Regions from separate parts of the Callithrix jacchus genome. Here region 1 is linked to region 2. A link is a contact called in public Hi-C data. All regions are on one chromosome and are shown on one strand. The core of a region is the stretch at or near the end of the contact, and the rest is flanking DNA. Distances in the headings are between cores, read along the strand shown. Region 1 holds the start of LOC144578411. Region 2 has its middle 13 kb from the start of SMARCD3.

Region 1 (2,700 bases), core at 157-2,656, 41 kb after region 2:
TTCCTGGAGGAACTGGGGCCTGAGCTGAGCTTTAAAGGATAGGTGTGATTTGGACAGGTAGAGGGCATTCCAGGTAAAAGAATTCAGGGGCAGGGGCTAAGAAATGGGAGTGAGCAGGGATTTTGGAGGTTAGCAGGCAGACTGGGCAAATCACCTCCCCAGGTTCCCAGCAGCTACCTTCATGACCTATGGCAGACAGAGTCAGCCCACCCACCCATCCCCACCCTGTCAGCCCAGGCTCTGTGTTTGTGTGTGTGTGTGTGTGTGTGTGTGTGGTCTAGTCTAAAGCTCTGGGAGAGATTTGGTAGCAAGGGGATCTCTAGGTCCCCTTTTAAGCCAGGGGTGGTGTAGGGGCATCCTGGACCAGATGCCCTCTCTGGCATTTCAGATTGATGGTGGGCACCTAAATGAACAGTGACAGCTAAGAGCACCACCAGGACCGGCAGAAATCAGGCTGCGGACAGAAAAGACCCCCTGGGCAAAGGCGTTCTGAAGGGTTTAGGGTCAGGACTTGTCAGTCTTCAGGGCCCAACTTCAAATAAGTGTTTCACCAAACTCCCCTAGGCACTAGGCATGGCCCTGCCCTCTCCTGGATTCTCGCAGTGAGCCCACGGCTCCATGTCCCAAAGCCCACAGGCTCCTCCCCCAGAAGGAGGAAAGAGGGGCGTGGCCTTTGGGGGACTCGGGAGGGCCAGGGCTCCCAGCCTGGGGATGTCAGGATTTGCCCCTCCTCCTTCTGGTCCCTCCTCCACTCCAGGGACTGCCAGCTCCTTCCACACGCCCCTTCTGGGGCTCCCTCGCCATCCCACCCCACACCACAGCTTCAAGACTCCTCTCTCTGGGGTATTGAGGCAGGCCCACCATACCCAGCCCAGCTGCCCCAACTCTTCTGGGTCCACCCCCATCCCAAGGAAACCAAGCCGGGCTTCCCTCGTTCCCTCCACGCACCCACCCCAGCACCCCCCTGGCGCCGCGCCATTCCCCACATTCGTTCTCTTCCTGTTCTCATGAGCACAATCCCTGTCCTTCTTTCCGAAATACTTCCCCTGTTGCCCTCACTTTCTCACAGAGCGACAAACAAAGACTCACATACCCAGAAATAGCCTCGCACAGAGCTGAAAGGCACAGGCCACGTCCTGCCACACACGCAGGCGCGCGCGCACGGAGGCTGTCGTGGAGGGAAGCACACAGACAGGGCGTCTGTCTGCATGCACAGAGCAGCCACGCCACAAAAGGGCGCGGACACACACTGCGTGCGAGACAAGGGCACACACAGCCGTGGACGCAGGGCCACGCCGCCGCCCGGGCACACCCACCGCCGCCGGCCCAGGGCAGGCGCGAGGCCTCGCTGCCGGGCTCCCCGGCTCCTGCTAGCCCGTGTTTCCCGGCTCGGCCTGCCAGGTCTCTGGGGAAAGGGCCTCAGAAATGCAGCAGGAGCCGCTGGGGGGAAAGTTGGAACTGACTGTTCCCGGCCTGGCGCGGCCGGCGAATTCCCTGACGGAGAAACTATTTGTGGCGAGAGCCGGTGGCCGGCGACCCCCCGCCGCCTCCCCTGGCGTCCCCTCCCCGCGCCGCCTCCCGCGGCCCTCGGCGGCCTCGGGCTGCAGCGCCGCTGCCCAGCGCCCGCCGCCGGGCTGGTCGGCGCGCCTCGCCGCTTATCTGCGCTGTTTGGACAGCGGGCTTGGAAAGGCAGGCGGCCCCGTCCCCGCCGAGTCAACAGGCAGACCCCGGGCCGCCGGACTATTTCTGGCTTATCAGTGCAGGAATGCGGCAGCCGCGGCGGCGGCGGCGGGCGGGCGGCGGCGGCGTGGGCCGTGGGCCGTCAGGGCAGCCCTGAAGGGGCCCCCTCCCCACTCCGCTCGAGTAGAAGTGTGAGAGAGCCCAGCAGGACTCAGAGGGGAGAGTTGGAGGAAAAAAAAAGGCAGAAAAGGGAAAGAAAGAGGAAGAGAGAGAGAGAGTGAGAGGAGCCGCTGAGCCCACCCCGATGGCCGCGGACGAAGTTGCCGGAGGGGCGCGCAAAGCCACGAAAAGCAAACTTTTTGAGTTTCTGGTCCATGGGGTGGTGAGTGGGGGAAAGTTAGCGGGGGAGGGCGAGTGAGCTGGCTCGGGCTGAATGGAGGGCTGATCGGGAGGGGCCGGGAGGGCGCTCCCGCTCTCCCACCCCTCTAGCGGGGGGCGCCACGGCCCACGGCCCGGCCCCGGGACCGTGCCGGCGCCCTGGCACCTGAACACGTCGCCAGGCGGCCGGCCGGGTCTGGCGCGAGGCGGGGAAGGGAGGCGTTTACATGGCTCTTGTCAGGGGTGGGGGTGGGACTTGGGGACTCTCCCCCCCCAAGTGGGGGGTCCTCGCTGTAGTGGACAGGTTGACTTCCGTTCTTTTCCTTGTGGGCCCAGGTGTTGCCCCTGCCCTCGGGGAGGGGGTGGGGGATGGGGATATGGCAGAGTCTGGGCTGGGCTGTCTCTTCATCCGTTGGGACAGTGTCACTGCTTGTGTCTCCAGAGCAAGGAGCAGGTGACCCTGGAGGCACTGTCGCGGGAAGCTCGCAGGCTGAGCGACTTCTGCATCCCAGCGGGAGGGCTCTGGAGCTTCTGCCTCGGGGTGGGGGAGAGGCCTGCTCTAGGGACTTACCCCAAGTTACGGACTCTGAGGGTCCCCTTGGCGGCTCAGCCACCAGAAGCTGATGTCCTAAACTCCTGGAA
Region 2 (2,700 bases), core at 87-2,586:
ATAGTTCCCGGCTCCTTTGTGAGCAGTGGTCTCTAACCCATTAACATCCATCTGCCCCAAGGTAAGAATTCACTGGAGAATGAGGAGGTAGGAGGTGCTGGGAGGGTGTGAGGAGGAGGTGTGTCCTCCTCTTCTGCAACCAGTAGGAAACGCTAGGGATGGAATCCGTTGTTTACAGACATGGAGGCAAAAAACAAGAGTGAGCTGGGAGAGCTGAGAGCCCGCTGTGGAGGACAGGAAGTTGTGGGGGAGCTGCTTTTTCCAGACACCTCCTGTAACAATGTGATTCGAAATTGTGTAACTTGGTTTTTGGCTTGTTTTTACAGGGACATGGATTTGATGTTTTAATAAAAACACAATTTCTCCAGAAGGTCTTAACACAGCCCAGGACCAGGCCGTCAGGTGAAGTCAGCCCTAAGGCCCCTGAAAGAGGTATGCAGAGGGAACCTGCTCCCACCACGCTCCTGCCCGCACGGGGACCCACTGAGAGTCAGTCACTGCTGGGTGTCCCTCATTAAAAAAAAATAAAATAAAAGCCTAGACTGTGACATTCCAAAAGGACTCTGGAAGCCACATGCCCAATTCTTGAATCCCTGCATTAGAAGTGAGTTAGATTAGGTGAAGTAAACCTGAATTCCCAGGTCAGGAATTCCAGTTTCATTTTCACCAGCTCCTGAAAAAGGCCAAGATTGAGGGCTCAGGCCCTGGGCAGGTGTAAGACAGGGACTGTTTTCAGAACCTCCTTGGCCAGCCATGGTGGCTCATATCTGTAATCCCAGCACTTTCAGAGGCCAAGGCGGTCGGATCACCCGAGTCCAGGACTTCAAGACCAGCCTGGCCAACATGGCGAAACCCCGTCTCTACTAAAAATACAAAAATTAGCTGGGCGTGATGGCGGGCACCTGTAGTCCCAGCTACTCCGGAAGGTGAGGCAGGAGAATCATTTGAACCCGGGAGGCGGAGGTTGCAGTAAGCCAAGATCCTGCGATTGAACTCCAGGCTGGGCGACAGAGCGAGACTTTGTCTCAAAAAAAAAAAAAGAAAAAAATGTTCTGCACGTGTACCCCAAAACCTAAAATTAAAAAAAAAAGAACCTATTACACAAAGCTCTTGTTGAAACTGTGTAACTTGGCTTAAATTACAAAAGGCAGGGCCCTAGCGAGTTGCTTAGCCGTGCCGCGCGCCCACCCCCACAGAGCAGGAGGACCCGCCATCGCCAAGTCGTGACCTGTCATGCACACCATGACATGTCACCAATGAGACCAAGTGGCCTCCAACGCCGGTGGGGGTGTAAATCCGAGGTGGGCCCTGGGAGAGCGCGGTTGGCTGGGTGCTGCGCTGAAGGGGCTTCCAGGGTCAGGGCAGCAGGCGTGGGCCTTCGCCTGGCATGGAGTGGGGCTCCCTCGCCCCTTCCCGGCTGCTGCTCGGCGGCCGATTCCGCGGCCCATTCCGCGGCCGGGGGGAGATCCACGGGGGCGTCGGTCCCGCGATGGCCGCCAGGTGGCGCTAGAGTCCGCTCAGCCGCAGCCGCCCAGCCCCGGCTCCCGCCCGCCAAAGCCAAACGCCACCTGGCCCCGGGCCCGGGTCTCCCTCCCGCCCCTCCCGCGGAGTCTCCGAGGGGCGGGAAATGGTTTTCAAGAGACGAATTCAAATACATTCAAAAGCAGACCGGTTCTAACGAAGAAGCCAGTCAGGCTCCCTCATGCCTCCAGCGGAGCCCTGCCTCCTGTTTCTAAAAGCAAATCCCAGACGATCCATCACTCTGCATCTGAAAGTATCTCAGTTCCGAACTCTGTAAAACAAGGACTGTAAAAAAACGATAGTGACGGTCGGGCGCGGTGGCTCACGCCTGTAATCCCAGCACCTTGGGAGGCCGAGGTGGGTAGATCACTTGAGGTCAGGAGTTCGAGACCAGTCTGGCCAACATGGAGAAACCCCGCCTCTACTAAAAATACAAAAATTGGCGAGGTGGCGCATGTCTATAATCGCAGCTACTCTGAAGGCTGAGGCGATTCTCAGGGAGAATCGCTTGAGGCCGCCCGGGAGGCGGAGGTTGCAGTGAGCTGAGATCAGGCCACCGCACTCCAGGCTGGGCCACAGAGGAAGACTCTGTCTCAAAATATCAATAATAAAATAAAATAAATTATAATCCCTATGTTGTGACCACACAAGTTTAACAAAGGCACGTTCCTGGATCAGGACTCTGAGCCTGGAAGGGGACTGAAATCTGGATTTGTGACAAGTTTTCCCTGCAAAGTCTTGGGCGCCATGTGCAAAGGAATGGGGGAGACTCCCCGGAGCTCTGCTCCAGTACTGCTCCAGAGGCAGGTGGAGAACTGGGGTATCACACGCAGGCATCAGGATTGCATACTTGGGGGAACAGGGGTTTGGGAAGAGCCTGGTCAGATGGAGGGGGCAGGGACAGGCTGGGATCCCAGGTCCCACCACACCCTCCTCACTCGGGGATCTTTCTCTCTTGCTTCCACACCTTTCCCGGTCGGCCGCACGGTGGGTGGTACAGTGGCTAACAGGTCCCTTACCTTCAATGTTCTTCCTTTTTTTTTTTCCACTCTTCAAGGTTTATTGGGGGTTTTAGTTGTTGTAACACTTGGATGGTTGGTTGCGTTGTTTATACATAGATCTTGTTACATTGTATGGTAATGTACACTACTGATATATATGGCTCACAAAATAAGATCC

What was found. Hi-C and Micro-C count contacts between places; a contact is called where the count stands out from the background.
Region 1: a Hi-C map of skeletal muscle shows a contact between it and region 2, with 5 times the contacts expected there. The contact joins the promoter of LOC144578411 here to the enhancer-like site in region 2. A contact is called at or near these places in 2 of 3 Hi-C or Micro-C datasets (induced pluripotent stem cells and skeletal muscle).

Annotation. Positions count from the first base shown.
Region 1 is chr11:96,963,878-96,966,577 of calJac240_pri, forward strand. It overlaps LOC144578411, which reads right to left and starts at 1,407. Exons shown (of 2, transcript XM_078343448.1): 1 at 1,094-1,407. The coding sequence starts at 1,210. The region is part of intron 2 of SMARCD3 (SWI/SNF related BAF chromatin remodeling complex subunit D3); the gene reads left to right.
Region 2 is chr11:96,922,550-96,925,249 of calJac240_pri, forward strand. No RefSeq gene overlaps it. Among named protein-coding and RNA genes, the nearest start is that of SMARCD3, 13 kb to the right of the region's middle. Within about 2 kb of position 1,337, at least 3 of the 16 cell types and tissues checked have an H3K27ac peak or open chromatin away from gene starts, as enhancers often do.